Regions from separate parts of the Mus musculus genome. Here region 2 is linked to region 1. Evidence: chromatin contacts called from public Hi-C data. All regions are on one chromosome and are shown on one strand. Each heading gives the region's core, a stretch centred on a gene start, on an enhancer-like site or on the middle of the called end of the contact. The rest is flanking DNA. Distances are from core to core; before and after follow the strand shown.

What was found. Hi-C and Micro-C count contacts between places; a contact is called where the count stands out from the background.
Region 2: a Hi-C map of forebrain shows a contact between it and region 1, with 2.0 times the contacts expected there. The contact joins two enhancer-like sites. A contact is called at or near these places in 9 of 484 Hi-C or Micro-C datasets (the HPC-7 cell line, cerebral cortex, cortical neurons and 2 more) and 1 of 115 datasets of contacts at active chromatin or transcription factors (astrocytes).

What each region holds. Positions count from the first base shown.
Region 1 is chr1:40,884,170-40,891,958 of GRCm38.p6, reverse strand. No RefSeq gene overlaps it. Among named protein-coding and RNA genes, the nearest start is that of Tmem182, 82 kb to the right of the region's middle. Within about 2 kb of position 4,123, at least 12 of the 459 cell types and tissues checked have an H3K27ac peak or open chromatin away from gene starts, as enhancers often do. A contact at or near this core is called in forebrain, where this site is marked.
Region 2 is chr1:41,033,871-41,041,659 of GRCm38.p6, reverse strand. No RefSeq gene overlaps it. Among named protein-coding and RNA genes, the nearest start is that of 4930448I06Rik, 140 kb to the left of the region's middle. Within about 2 kb of position 4,544, at least 15 of the 459 cell types and tissues checked have an H3K27ac peak or open chromatin away from gene starts, as enhancers often do. A contact at or near this core is called in forebrain, where this site is marked.

The DNA of each region.
Region 1 (7,789 bases), core at 2,874-5,373:
ACCCTGGGAAGACAGTAATTCTCATGCTACAGACCCATGCCCGGGCATCCGGGGGTGTGAGCATTATCTGCAGATTCTGATAATCATATGTTCCTATCTGGGGATGGGACCTAACAATCTAGATCTTATCAAGTTCTAGGTGGGTCTAGTTTTATAACTCTGAGAACCATTAACACCTCAAAACTGTGTTTTGGTTTTTTATGTTGGGGATTGAACCTCTGACCATCCCAGCTGTACCACAGGATCTCCTCCATGGAGTCATCCCTCTCCTGGCCTCCTGTGTGTGTGTGTGTGTGTGTGTGTGTGTGTGTGTGTGTATTTTAATACTTCGAGACATGTATCCCTAAATTCCAAAGGCTGGCCTTGAATTCACTCTCTAACCAGAAGACCTTGAATTGGCAAGCCTTCTGCTCCTCCTCCTGGGTACCTAGCATCCCAGACCTGTACCAACAGGCTTAGCATAATCATTTTGTAGTAGTATTTTATTGACAATGGATTTTTTTTCATACAATATATTCCAATTATATTTTCTGTCCCTACCTTCTGCCAGTTGCTCCCCACCAACCCTTCCGTCTGAGCCCATACCCTTTTCCTCTCATTTCTTAAAACATCTCTTTCTCTCCTGCTATTTCTTCTTAACTTTAACCCACACAGAGGACACCCAAGCCTATAGACTGCAGAGCGTGTAGAGTACTGACTGAGCTATTGAACAGTTAAGGACAGGTTTAGGATTCATCTTTGTCCTGCCTGTTCATTCCACATTTCCAGGTTGCTTTCTTAGATGGGGTTATTTTGTTTTTAGTAAGGCATTCCGAAATTAATTTTAGATGTCAGCAATTCAGCTGGAGGCCGTGACTCTCACCGGGGCCCCTGAAATCACCAAGGTTTTCCATGAGCACAGCCATCTGCAGACCCGACTGCAAGTTCAAGTCACTAGTGGAACTTTTAGAAATTCACCCGTGCCCTTAGCCCATCCTGAAGAAATTGATTTAGCCTGTGGGAAGAAGGTTTCCCAGTATTAGCTATTTCAGAATCCCTGAAGTGGTATTCTAATGCGTGGCCGGGGACCACAAACACTTTGAGGAGAACTCTGGCTCACCATGTGTCTGAATTTTGCTCCTTGACCTCCTAAGCCTCAGGGCAAGCAAGAGCTGCTTCAGAAGTCGTTGCCTTTCAAAGGCAATTTAAAAAGACAGCCGCGGTGCTCACCACCTCACCACAATCAGAGAGAAAGAGAGTAAAATTACATTCTGGAAGCCAAAGTCAAAGGACAAATCCAAGTCTATTTAAAGGTACTCTCAAATGGCTCCCGCAACAGATACGGGGACTTCGGGTTACAGAGAAAATGATTTGCAGCCTTCCTGTAGAATTTGGATCGCCTCCTTCTTCCCCATCCCCAGCTGTAGTCAGAGCAAACGGCTGTCTGCAATAACCAGAGCCCAAAGAGAGCTGTGTGGTGTTCTCTGAGGTGCATGGCAGCAGGGAATGCTGAGCGCATGCTCAGGTCCTGAACTCCCAGGCTGGATGCCCTCTGGGAGACTTGAGCCAGCTCTGAGAATGGCACAAAGGAACAAGGGCTCCTGAGCCAGCCCCCAAGCGCTGCCTCCCAGCCTCCAGCTTGCTCCTGCAGTTGGCATGTGCGGGAGTTTCTGGTGTTTGAGTCGCTCTCACCTTCTATTCCCTTAGTGAAAATCCCATTATCTCCAACAGCTGTGTGTCAAGAAAAGACATGAATTCTGTGCCACAACAAAAGGATCTGATGCGTGTTTCTCCGGGTAGCCTTAGGCTAAAAAACATTTTATCTCACTTTCTTCATTTATAATACAAAGACTTAACTTCCTACTGAAAGGGATGGATGTCTACTTCAGGATGGGAAAAGTGTGAAGATTGCCTCGAACCTCCTCCCCGAACATAGCAAGGTTAATAATTACATGTACATGTAATATAGGAAATGTAATCAACCAGACGCCCCCCCCCCCGCAAGTCGTGCAAACCTGCCGTTAAAATATTACTCGAAATTGACCATTTCAAGATAAACAGATAAAGGGATAGGCAAAGAGGCAGGTCACATGCCTACCGCGTAAAGCTTGAAATTGATTTCGGAAGCATCCGAGCTCGCTACGAAAGAACCTCGCTGTTTAATTAGGATGGCTTGGATCCAGAGTCTATATTTAGGGGAAACTGGAAATTACAGTGTAGAAGCAAGAATCACCCAGCAAGAGTCTAAATTAAGGGAGAGAGGACCCAGTGAAAGAAGCGCCACAGTTTTCCTCAGCAAACTATGAGACGTCTTTTGTGTTTCACCAAACACAAACTGAATAATCCCTTAGGTCTCTCTCTACCTTTTCCTCTAACGAATGTGCTCTGACTAAAATCCTATGAATATTAACTTTTCAGTTCACCTTCATCCGAGTTGCACATGGTTCTCCTCCATACCTGAGCTCTACTGGAGTATAGGCGGATTTGGCACCCGACCCGCAACACATCAGAAGACTCTCATTAAGATTCCAAATGTATAGAAACATATTTTATACCATTAATATTTTGGCTTCTTTTTGTAAGTGGTTGGCAGAAGATCCATGGCACCATATCATTAATTTCTTAAATATTCCTGTTTTCTTCTCATCATTGATGTATCATCAAATAAATTAGTTCAGACCCAAAATGTGACAGAGAGAAACATATGATTGATTTTTTTTTTTTAACTTTCAGGAGGTGTTTTGAATGATTTTATACAACTTATTCTGGCTTACCATCCTAAAATTTTATAGAGGAGTATGTGGATATTGATGACCAAAAGTATATTATTATTATTATTATTATTATTATATTAATAATTATTAGTTTTACATCTTCCCACTGACCTGGCTCTGAACTGAAAGATGACTGTCAGTAAGTTCACTAAACACAGTTTCAACCATCTAAATACCATATTCTAAGCTGTTAAGAATATAAGTCACCAGCAAAGGGACCTTGTCAGGGAAGACACTGTAAGGAACAACACCATCCGGTTAGGAAGTCGTCCAGAGGGCTCAGAGCTTTGAAAGTGGAGTTTGAACTTCATTCAAATGACAGTTACTTTCCTGGGCTGAAGGTTTAATTTTCAATTACAAGAGGGAGAATATGGGCCAAGTGCGCCAGTAGTTCTTACATAATTTAGCTAACAAATACATCGAAGATACCAAGTTTGGAGCTTATGGATTAGTGCCCCTCCCCACCGCATACAAACACCTCTGCTGTGCTCCGTGCTTCCCATGCAGTCTCTCTGGCCTCTAGTGCAGTCTACAGCCTGGGCTTTAAAAAGATCTGAAAGTCACATGTTCCTGGGTGGGAGGACCCAGCTGACCTGATCAGTTTTTTGCTGGCACATTCTAACACCCAAAAGACAGGAACCCTGACCGGGTCATTCAGTCTTTGACACAAGGCCTAGTGCTTATTGTGTGCCTTCTACTGGCAGATAAACCTAAGTAAGATTTGGTGACTTGGTGCCAGAGCCCCCACCAGATCTGTACGCACTTCCTGTACAATGTAGGTACCTGCAGCAGGTTTTCCTTCCTTTACAGCCATTTTGGGAACATGAAGCCAACTGGTCCAGGCATCGTCTAATATTCACAAAAACTTTTTTAAAAAATCAAATCAAATAAAGAACGTACGCTGTTTTGTGCCTTAGAAGTATTTTAAAAGACAAGGTCATAGTTCATGTTTAGTGGGGACAAGCAGGGCAGCGACGAGCATGTGTGTGTTGCTGTCCTTATGAAGTTCTGTACGATTGTCTGCTGCCTGAACGAAACCTTAGTGATCGTTTCGATACAAACTGAAAACCCCAAGTCTTATATAAAAACAAAACAAAACAATAACAAGAAAGTCAGCTCTCTGGTATTTTTAAACCAATTAGTCAGAAAGGTGGGAGGCGAATTTCACAGGGGAAGTGAACTAGGAGCCGCGCACACTACTCGTTCATCTTCTATGCCCACGTGAATAGAGCAAAGCCTTGGAGAAGGACCCTGCGCAGCCCGATCCACAGGCTGGCTGGAAGCCCGTTCTTTTGCATGTGTGGTACCTCTAAGTTTGGCAGGCTGAGCGCTTCATGGGAAAGAAAGGCAAGGTCGTTCCTAACACAGACTCCAGAGAAGAAGATGTGCCCAGCACCGCCACCAGGTGGTCATTCCTGGAAGAGATTTCCCAAGTACAAAGCAGAAACCTGCGAGGTTACCTGACTAAGAATCAGCTCCCTGGCCTGCTTTAAAGCATTCTAGAAGGGGTGGGGTAAAGAGGTGAAAAGAGACTGGGATGCCGATCCTCTAACAACCAGACATTCTCTAAATATATTTCCACCTGGATAGTGGACATCTTCTGGGTCACTCATATCTCGACACACACAGAGTCATGTGTGCACCATATTGGCTGCTGGTGACCGTGTTGCCCTTTGTGTGTCCATCAAGTATCAAGTCATAAAAAAGAAAATTGGTTTTGGAAGAATAGTAATCCAGTCAACAGAGCTATCCACAACTCCACTTTAAAAGCCTAATAATATTAAGATTCTATTTTGTCTTCTCTGATTAGGGGCTTTTCCTTGGACAGTAAGAAAATCAACACAGGTAGCATTGTTCTGTGTGTGTATATATACACATATACATGTATGTATATGTGTATACATATGAGATATATGTATGTGATATATATATATATGTATGTATGTATGTATGTATGTATATTATTGTAAATGTAAAAAGCAAAAGGGTTCCTTTTATGGTGTGATCTTACATGCATCATATTTTACCCCTTCTGCCAATAATCTATATCATTGCCCCAAATAGGCCCTTCTCAGGTCTAATCATTTACAGTTATAGACAAATAGACACAAACATAGATGCTACACGAATATTTAATCTTCACATGTACAAGAGAAAAAAGCATGCAATCTCTCTTTTTTTAATAGAAACATCTGTTTGATGAGCTGGGCTACACACATGCTCTTCTTCCCCAACGCAAACTGACCTTCCCACAGGCCAAACCACAGGTTCCCCAAAGCGTGGCTGGCCTCTCTTCACCTCTGCACAAGGTGCCATTTCTCCCAAACTACACAGAAAATGAGATGGTACTTTGTCCCATCCTTACAAAGTACCCCATCCTTTCTTTACTTAAATATATATATATATATATATATATATATATATATATTAAATCATGTGTGTGAATGCATGTCAGTGTGGGGTTGTGTGCGAGTAAGTGCAGGTCCCTGGGAGTCCAGAAGGGGACATCAGACACTTGCTGGAGTTACAGGCAGTTGTGAGATGTCTCACACGGATACTGGAAGAAGGACTCTTCAAGGACAGTGAGCATTCTGGTTGGTTGAGCAGGGCAGAGAGAACACTGATTGCCTGAGCAGGGCAGATGAACTGATTGGCTGAGCAGAGCAGAGAGAACTCTGATTGGCTGAGTCACCTATCTACTTGCACACACTTCCTGAAATGTGGTGGTCTCACTAATATCTTTGTTTTTAAGTTATAAGCATAGACAGCCTTTTGTAAAACCCTAAGACACATTTGCAAGGCTGGACAGACTTTGACTCCATTCCCAAGCAAATGTAAAACTCTTCATTCTGCCTACACTGATTTTATTTTTGGTTAATACCCTCTTTCAGAAAGATAGAAAACAGACATGTGAGTGAGAAGTCTCTTTCCCTTTAAAAAAAAAAAATCACTCCCAATAAATGGAAACGTAAGGGTTCTTTGGAAAGTCAGTTGTGTTGTGTGGTGTTTTGCTGGTGCAAACACATGAAGGAGTGTTTTCCTGAAGTGGACACAGGAGAAAGGCTAAGGCAGACTCCTGAAGGAACTTTTCACTGAAGCAGACACAGATGAAAGGATGTTCTGCTAAAGTAAGCGTGTGAAAGGACATGCGATAAAGGATCCTTTGTTAACGACACTCACGTCCACCTTACGTTGCATAGTTGAACTGCGTTTGCCAGGACTCCAAAGAGAGAGACACACCAAAATATTCCTGGGGGTGTGCTGCAATTTCTGGCAACCAACTCAGACTCTGATTGGCAGAGTGATGTCAGCTGGGAACAGATGCATGTGCTGAGGCAAGACCCGTGGAGGACACGTGATGTTTAGAGAGTATAAATAGAACGCGACCGACAGTGATGGAGACTGAGCTAGGCTTGCTTATATAGTTGGCTGTGCAATGACTGTCGGTCTCCAGTCCTTGTTGATCTTTCCTTACCTGAGAGAGGCACAGCTGAGAACTTCTGGGGTCTCTCCAGGTCCCTCCTGCTGACTCCTGCCAAGGCTGAGGCCTGGCTGTCTCTGCTAGGTAGTACTACCCCTGTTGCCACCCCTATAAACTGAACATTTTATGTCTCTGAATCAAGATTACTCCATGGGTTCTGCTGGAAGAATATTGGATATATATATATATATATATATATATATATATATATATATATATATATATATCTCCAAGAAGAGGGAGAAGGAGAGGGAGAGGGAGAGGGAGAGGGAGAGGGAGAGGGAGAGGGAGAGGGAGAGGGAGAGGGAGAGGGAGAGGGAGAGGGAGAGGGAGAGGGAGAGGGAGAGGGAGAGGGAGAGGGAGAGGGAGAGGGAGAGGGAGAGGGAGGACTCTGCTCTACAACCTGGGCACAAATCCCAGCTCAGTCATTACTGAATTGTCGACTAGCGAAATTAATTCCACTTCTCAATTTCTCGTTTTAAAAACTATAGTCAGTCAGACCAATAAGGATAAGATTTGTGCAGTTCTGCACCTTCAAAACAGAAATAAGAGGTATGAGCATCGACTGAGACCAACCATTAGGGGGCGCCCTCCTGTGTCATCTCATTGTCCATTTATCCACTGTCCTGCGCCTATGTGTCCCTACAGTTAGAGACCAAGTAAAGGTCTGAAACCTAACATAGTGGTGAGCTGGATCCTGACAGGTATGGTTTGTTCCATTACTTCAGAATGACTGATTAGAGACATACATCCAGGACCCTTTCTTTTACTCTTTAAGGGTACATGGGGGTGTGGTGTGAGAAAATCCGTGGATAACACTCTCATCCATGTGCACTGGTATACTGTACTGGCTCACCAGTATTAACTTGTGCAAGTTGGGGAGGAAAAGATTTATTAGGCTTAGTCAATCACTGGAGGAAGGCAGGACTGGAACTCAAGCAGGGCTGGAAGCTGATGGAGAGGTCATGGTGGGTGCCCCTGGCTCGCTCAGCCTGCTTTTTTTTTTTTTTTTTTTTTTTTTTTTTTACAGAATCCAGGACCACCAGCCCAGGGATGGCACCACATACAACAACCAGGGCCCTCCCCCACTGATCACTAACTGAGAAAATGCCTTACAGTTGGATCTCATGGAGGCATTTCCTCAGCTGAAACCCCTTCCTCTCTGTTGACTCTCGTTTATGACGCACAAAACCAACTACTATATCACAGCATTTCTAGTACGCCATCTCTGCTCTGACTCTTAAGGACCAGGGACAATGTCTGGGAAGACAGTACCAGGATAGCAAGAGAAGCTTCCCCTGGTACAGATCAAGGTCATTTATCCCCATACATGGATAAGCTTCCTAGCAACTCTTGGCTCCAGCCATTGCTGTTTTCCAAGGGATGAGAGAAGACATAAAACAGTGGCTTGAGGGCTTTGAGGGGTAGGGAGAAAGGCAGAACACATACCACAGAGTCACAAAGAATGCATGTTATGGTGAAGATGAGCTCTGTTTACCTGAGTCGGCCCATGAGTCACTGTGAGGGTAGACACTGCTTCTTGTTGTTGCCCCTG
Region 2 (7,789 bases), core at 3,295-5,794, 150 kb before region 1:
GGATGTTTGAAGGCTTGCTCTGACTTCCATGTCCAGTGGTAAATAAACCCTTCCTAGAAGAAAAGTTTTATCTTTAGACCTCATTTTCTAAATATAAAAAATATAAACTTTTATAAAATATGAAAGTTTAGGTTCACTGAAGGACATTAAAGTTTCTAATTCCTAAAGGAAGACCACATTTTGACCTCCAAACAAGAAAGCATGCTGCTATATCCCACGGAATCTTGGCATTTAAGAAATGATCAGTAAAGACCTGAACATTTCTTTCTGTGCAAAGACCTTTGAGGTCCAAAGAAGTGATCGCTCAGGTCAGACACAAACACTTGCCAGACCAGCTCCTACACACACAAGTCTCAGAGGTAACTTGTAATCCAAAGAGGAAATCAAATCGAGCCAAACTCTTGACACTGAGCACAGCTCCATTTTAATCACACAAGGCATGAACCTAAATTTTCACTTTTACCGACATTTTCAGACGCCCCAACCTAACACACCGGAGGAAGGATGGACTGCTGCCACATGCGCACCTGCCAAGGGAGGATGAGGAGAGAGACACAAATGTAGACTATTCTCACCCCAGTATTCACAGAGAATAGCACAGCTATATAATCAATGCAGTATCTCCTTTGGTCTTTTCCACCACCCTGTGTTAAGCATCTGCTGTGGGCGCCATTGTATTAAAGCTAATATCTTAGCAGTCTCTGGCAAGAAGTAAAGCTTCGAATAGGGTTGAAGCCCAAGTCTTTCAAACCAGTTTTCATGATGATTTTGTAGTAAGAAAAGCAAGACACCCGTTTTTACACCTGGTGTTAGGAACTTTGCATATTTGCTTCATTTCACACACACACACACACACACACACACACACACACACACACACACACATGTCCCAGCATCCTTCTTCTCCACCTGATTGGAACTTTAAATTTTTATGTTAAAGACCTGGAGAGACAGCTCAGCAGGTAAGAAAGAACACTGGCTGCTCTTTCGGAGGTTTGATTCCCAGCACACATGAAATAGCTCACACCAGGAGATCCGCTATTCTCTTCTGTCTTCCTTGGATATCAAGGACATGCTTGATGCATAAACTTTCATGCAGTCAAAAGCTACTTATATGCACAAAGCAATCGAACAAGCAAACAAATGAGCAAAGCAAATAAGGGATAAATAAATATTAAGTTTATATTGAAAGGCCCTTGAAGGCCATGGAAGGCCAGGGAGAAAGGAACTATTGAGCCTCATCCAGGGGTTCAAGGCTTGGTTGACACTGAAAGACACTTTCTAATGGGGGACAGGAGAGGAAGAGGCAGAGAGGCAGAGAGCTAAGAGACTGAGCGAATAGCTCTTGTGTGTTGATAAATATAATCAAGTAAGAGGAGAAGCATTTTCCACAAAGGAGCTACAATCAGGACGAACAGAAAGATTATCAAGAGATAAAAGACAAACACCAGCCTCGAGGTGCTGGATCAAATGTAACAGAACCAACCCTAGCCCGGAAAACATTCTTTCTACCACATATGGGATATGTGTTGAGCGTTCTCACTTAATATTGAAAGGACAGGATTACCCCAGCAGGCATGAAGATTTGGGGAACATCCAGACATGTGGGCTTAAAAGAAAGACATTCAGTTGATAAAATTTGACAAAAGTTTGACATGGACCCTTCTGTCCATCAGAAGCTTTGTAATATGTACTTGTGATTCTCTAGAGGGTTTGTGTGTGTGTGTGTGTGTGTGTGAGAGAGAGAGAGAGAGAGAGAGTGAGAGAGAGAGAGAGAGACAAAAGTATTTTCTACTAATAAACTAAATTAGGATTAACTCAGGAAGTCTCACAGAAAATTCAGAATAACACATTTTAATATAGAAGATAGGACTATAAACGTGATGTTCTTTCCAGCAGCCAATTTTCGGGGAGAGCATGGCATAGCAGGAACACAGCATAAACTGTGGAGGGACAGCCTCCTCCTGTCCCAGACAGCACAATGCCATGATTCCAGTGACAGGCTACATTTGGCTCCCAATTTCACAAGAAACCAGGGCAGATGAGCTAGCCAGCCAGGAGCTCACATCTCACCAGGACAAGAAGCCCATGGGAAGGTAAGAACTGAGGAGCTGTGCTGTCTTTTTATGCCATCAGAGAATGGCATAGTATGGCAAAGCAGGGATAGTGGAGTGTTCAAAATCCTACCCAGAGGAAAGGTAAAAAGAAACTGGGAGACCAAACAGGAAAGGGGGTTTGGCAAGGTGTTTGATAGTTTCCTTCAGAAAGGAAAGCTTGGTCCTCATGCCCGTCTACTGACCCAGCCTTTTCTACAGTTCAACTCACCCCCAATTATTTTTGAGCCCAAACTAATTATATTGGCCACATATATCCTAAGGTCCTATGTCACCAGCCAATAGGAAAGAGATTAAGGAAACCGAATGAATTCAGGATCCCTCTCTGTCACAGCCAAGAAGGTCTTGACTGCAAACGATGTCAGTTAGGTGTCTATCAGATCTTACGTTCCATTTCTACAACAGGACTGGACTGAGGAGATCAAAATGGCTGCTGGGTGGCCACGGAGTGTCTGCAGAGGGTTCCTAGCATTTCCATGTCACCAGATTTCAGTCAGATTAACACACTTTATCCAAAAAAGCAGACATTTGGCTTCATATACATGTGTATGTACAATGTATGATATATATGATTATATATACATACATATACATCACTGTTCTCTGTTCCTAGCCTTTGATATATATAATATTATGTATTATTTATAGATATTATATATATGTGTATATATATATACATATATATATACACATATATATACATATATATATATATACATATATATATATATATATATATATATATATATATATATATATATATATATCAAAGGCTAGGAACTCACAAAAGACAAATGATCAAAAAATATAACAAAATTTGCAACCATATTTCCTTTCAGTTATGTTATATATATGTTGGACCAACATGTTTCAGTTCCCAACTTAAAAATATATAGCATGCTTCCTATACTAGAAACTGAAATGATTAGGGTAACTACACACAATATTGGTATTTCAGGTAAAACAGAAGTTTTACTCAGTACTGTGATGTTGTATGGTTATTTCAAAACTAAATGACAGGTCCCACTGAAACTTTTAGTTAAAGTTTTAAAGGTTTGAAAATATTTTATTATCCTTATTATAAATGAGTAAAATGTGAACATTGATGGAGATATTCCAACAGAGGAAGGGTCTTTCCAATCACCCAAGTTTTGTTTTAGATGCTATTTACAATGCATTTACGTGCATTCTGCAGTGTTAACCTTGTATGAGAAATTGCAGCCTAATGGGTGGGCTGATCTCACCAGATCACTGCTGATGGTCAAATAACACACCCAAGGTGAGTCAGCTGGGTGGACAGTGATTTAATAACCAGCCACCAGCTGGCTCTTTAAGGAAGCCGGTCAGCTGCCACCATCTTCATAAGGTCTGTGATAGGGTTAGCTGATAAGTACCATACCTGTGCTGGGTTAGGAAGCTTGGGTTAGGAACCACACATCATTTAGGCAGTCCAGAGGCAGCACTGGATGCTTCTCTGAGCAGCAGAGCAGAAATGTGCAATGATGGGGCTTTATATATTGCGTCCCTGTTATTTAAAAGTTGTATTTAATTTTCTTTTATGAGTACTTGCCTTCTGTCTTTTTGTGCATGTGTGTTTGTGTATTATGTGTGTGCAGTGCCCAAGGAGGCTAGTAGATGGCAGCACATCCCAGAGTAACTGGGGTCATACATGGTCGTAAGATACCATTTAGGTGCTAGGAATGAAACTCATCCCCTGCAAGGGCAGCAAGCACTGTTAACTGCTGAGCCATTTCTCCAGCCCCCTTTTAACATTCTTAAACTATACACAGACATCTCATTTTTTAGAAGAACAAAACTGGCTTGCATAGGTAGCTCAGTGGTTCCTAGTTTGAAAAAAATCTTATGTGCCAATTGTCCTAGCCATTAATCATAAGGTGCTCTATGTTTCATATATTGGGTTAAGTTAGAACATCAGTTCCAGGGCTGGGGGGGGGGGGCGTGTAGGGGGGCTGAAAGAAGAAAGCAAGCATGTTGAAGGGAAAAACAAGACAATGGGGTTAAGATCTAACTATAAGTGACCACTGAACAAAATATTGATTTCCATGTTAAAAATAAATTAACAATCAAGCACTTTGCCACGAAGGAACTTGGTCTGAAGGGAAAATTTTCCAGTCGTTCCACAGGACAAGAATTCATGTGATGCGAAGGGACATCTTTCCTACGTTAAGCCGATGACCAACGTCATTCTGGCACCGAAAGTCTCTGCATGTGTGTGCAAACAGCAAGGCACTGTAAAAATGTAGTGATTTACTGAGGCTTAGCCGTGCTTAACAGTCTGCAGAAAGCTTTAATCTTTTGCATCGGTTTGGAATTAATAAACTGGGCCGAGTTCCCTCTCCTCTCCTCGGCATATGCAAAGAGAAAGATACAGCCTTCTCCTCCCAGCTCTGCGAACGAACGCCCCAGCCACAGTCATTAGCGAGGGGAATTGTGAGTAGTGACTGCGTGATTGGCTGGAGGCTTGTATTAACTGGGAAGCTTGTGAACGGATTGTTTGGTTTTATTCTCTAATCCGTGAGCCATTTCATTCATGAATATGTTGTTAATTCCAGAATACCAAGTTTTACTTTTAAGAGCTGAAGTATCCCAGAAATCAGAAGGGCTGGGTCTGGCAGCCTTTGTCTCTGTCCCCAACACAGACTATGAAAGCTGATATAGACTCCTGTGGTTGAGGACTTAGGAAAATGGCACACCTCCAGGTATTTTTTTTTCCTGGTTCAATTGCTTATGCGTTGGTATCTATGTGTCGGAAAACCTTTCCTCGTCATGGAAAGTCTATTTCCTACAATGTAGTATTTATAACCAGCATGTTGTTCACAATTTAGAAACCCCCTTGGAATCATTTCATACATTTCAAAGAAAAAAAAAAAACTTATGCCATTTTTTTTTCAAAATTTCCAAGAAAAAATAATAATAAAGGAGATGGGGGGGGAGAAAAAGAAAGAATCTAGGGTTATAAATAGTTACCTAAGAATCAGTATACAAATAAACGGAGGGGGTGAGATACAAATACAAAGTCAAAAATTGATTCTGGGATGGGTATAATGAATTAACAAGAGAAAGAAGAGCAAGCGACTAAGCCAAGGAGCCTCCTTCACGCAGGAGAAATTCTTGCCAATGAATTCTGTAAGAGCTTCTACAGCAAGAATGAAAATTTAAATGCCCACCAGGAATCAGATACGAGGAAATCACTTGTTTTTCTGATGTTAAAAGAAAGAGGGGAAAAAGAAGCAAAGAAAGAAACAAAGAAACAATGTAACAAAGAGGCAAAGAAATAAACAAACAAACAGAGAAGGAAGGAAGGAAGGAAGGAAGGAAGGAAGGAAGGAAGGAAGGAAGGAAGGAAGGAAGGAAGAAAGAAAGAAAGAAAGAAAGAAAGAAAGAAAGAAAGAAAGAAAGAAAGAAAGAAAGAAAGAAAGAGACAGAGAAAAATCGTGTTTCAGGCACAGGACCCTCTCTATACAGTGCCAGTTGTGTTTAAACATCTCTCAAATCAAAACCATGCCTGCTTGGATGCTGCAGATCGAACAAACCTGTTTGGAGATAACTGTGTCCTAATCTATCTGGAGTGAACTCATAGGTATTTGGGAAAGCGAACTTAGTTATCTTGGAGAATAATCTTCTCTAATATCTCAGGTTCCAAAGATCACAGACTAGACAATTCCCATTTAAAAGAAGGGGACCTGGAGCCAAGGCTTGTGCTCCACAAGTCTGATTTTTCTACCACGAGACTCCTCTCTCCCCTCCTCTCGTTTCTTAAAAGCAAATACAGAAAGCTATCCTGACGCTTAGGCGCTACTGCATTTCTAACGTGGGCACTTCGCTCTGAAGCGTCCCAGTCGCGTTTACAATCAAGGAGGTTATTTATGATCTCCCTTGCTCTGTTTCCTCTTTTATTTTTTGCGGTATTTGGCAACAGACAACTGGCAAACCATTCTCCCTTCAACATACATCTCCCCTCCCTTGATTAGCACATTTTTGCCAATAAAACTAGCAGAAATTAGTGTTAATATTCGGCGTGTTTCTGCTCCATCAGCAAGCGATTGTGAAGCCCAGAACATTGTAACAGCGCTCCATAACGCAGGATGCAACGTATTAACTTTAGGGCAGATATAGCTTTAGAATAATGTTTTGAAAAGCAGCCCCTGTAAATATAAGGTGGTGTGGCACCATATGGAGACTGGCTTTCTGACATATGGCTTGAATTAACAAGTTTAAAACTGTTAGGATCAGTTTTTCTTTCACTGAAGGCAAAAACCACAGGATTCAGCAGAGAAATATGCTCATCGTTGATACAAAGGCCCGCAGAACGCTGGGCCTCTTGGGCTAGAATCTTTTTGTTGGCAGTAAGCACAAGTTATCAATAGTGAGACGTGTCCTAACACGACAAGGAATCAAAAAGCTGCCAGTGCTCAAAGACTCGCTTCAAGGAGCACCTACGTGGGCCCACATCCCACTCACTAGAAAAGGGCACTGCCTTTTTGAAAGTGGTTTTTGAGTTACGATTATTGCCTCCTCAACATAAATTGTTGTTCCCAGGTTGGCATAAAAGATATTTGAAAAGACGAGCTTGAGTGACAGATGGTAGCGTCTCCAGGCTCTGTGTCTTCTGATGTTTCCTAATTGAACCTTTGCGGGGTGAGTTGAACAGGAAGCGTTCAAAGATCCAGGGTCTGTATTACACAAACATTGTTGCATTTCATCAAAACCGTCTTTGAAGTGTGGCACTTGCGGACCACCTGTAGCTTTGAAATTTAATGTCCCATAAAGGCTTTCCCCGATACTGAACAGGAGAGCATGCAGCCACAATATGCTTCCGGACAAAAAAGGAAGAAGGATAGCAAGGTGGAACGAAGACAGCTTTCAGATGTGTGTTTCTTTTTTATTGCTCTTTCATTTCGCCAAGTAGAGCTCTCCAAAGTAGCAAAGGCAAGGCTCTCTGCATCCAGACACCCACGGGCTCTTTTCCATTACTGGAAGCATGTTTGTTTAGAGTTCAGCATCTAAACTATAATTATTCCAGGTTGGAAATATCCCTTCACTCTAAAGTTGGGCCTGCCCTGCTAATCTTATTTCATGTTTCCTCTCTGTATATTGCTGTGGGAAGATGGCTATGTGCTCTATCATATATGGAATATAGTATAGGATGTTTCCATCTTAGGAACTGGCAATACAGTTTTCACCCAGAAATTGATCTTAGTGGCATCCAATGCATATATGTGGTCAGAAAGGTAAAGTCCTCCCAAGAGATGCTTTTCTCCTTACTGGTGAAAATGGTATTGCAATACGCATGAAGATGGCAAATTGCACTCTGTACAGGTGCATTGTCACAGTACAAGCCATAGGGAAGTCCTGGAGATAATAGCTCTTCTACCCATTATATTGGTGGAAAAACAAAATGTAAATAAATAAATAAACAAATAAGAGTCTCAAAGGTCACAGTAATTAAACTATAAACGAGTAAAAAACAGCCAGTAAGCAGCCAAAGGTAGAACTCAAAACTTGGGTCAAGCTCAGATTCTGTCTCTTGTGCGCGCCATGTTCCTCCCTGAATATGTGCCTCTCCAGTCACCGTACTTGCCGCACGTCCTTCATCTACAGTAGGAGGGGCATCCATGCAAGAGCAGAGGACATTGGTTCTCAGATCATCGGAA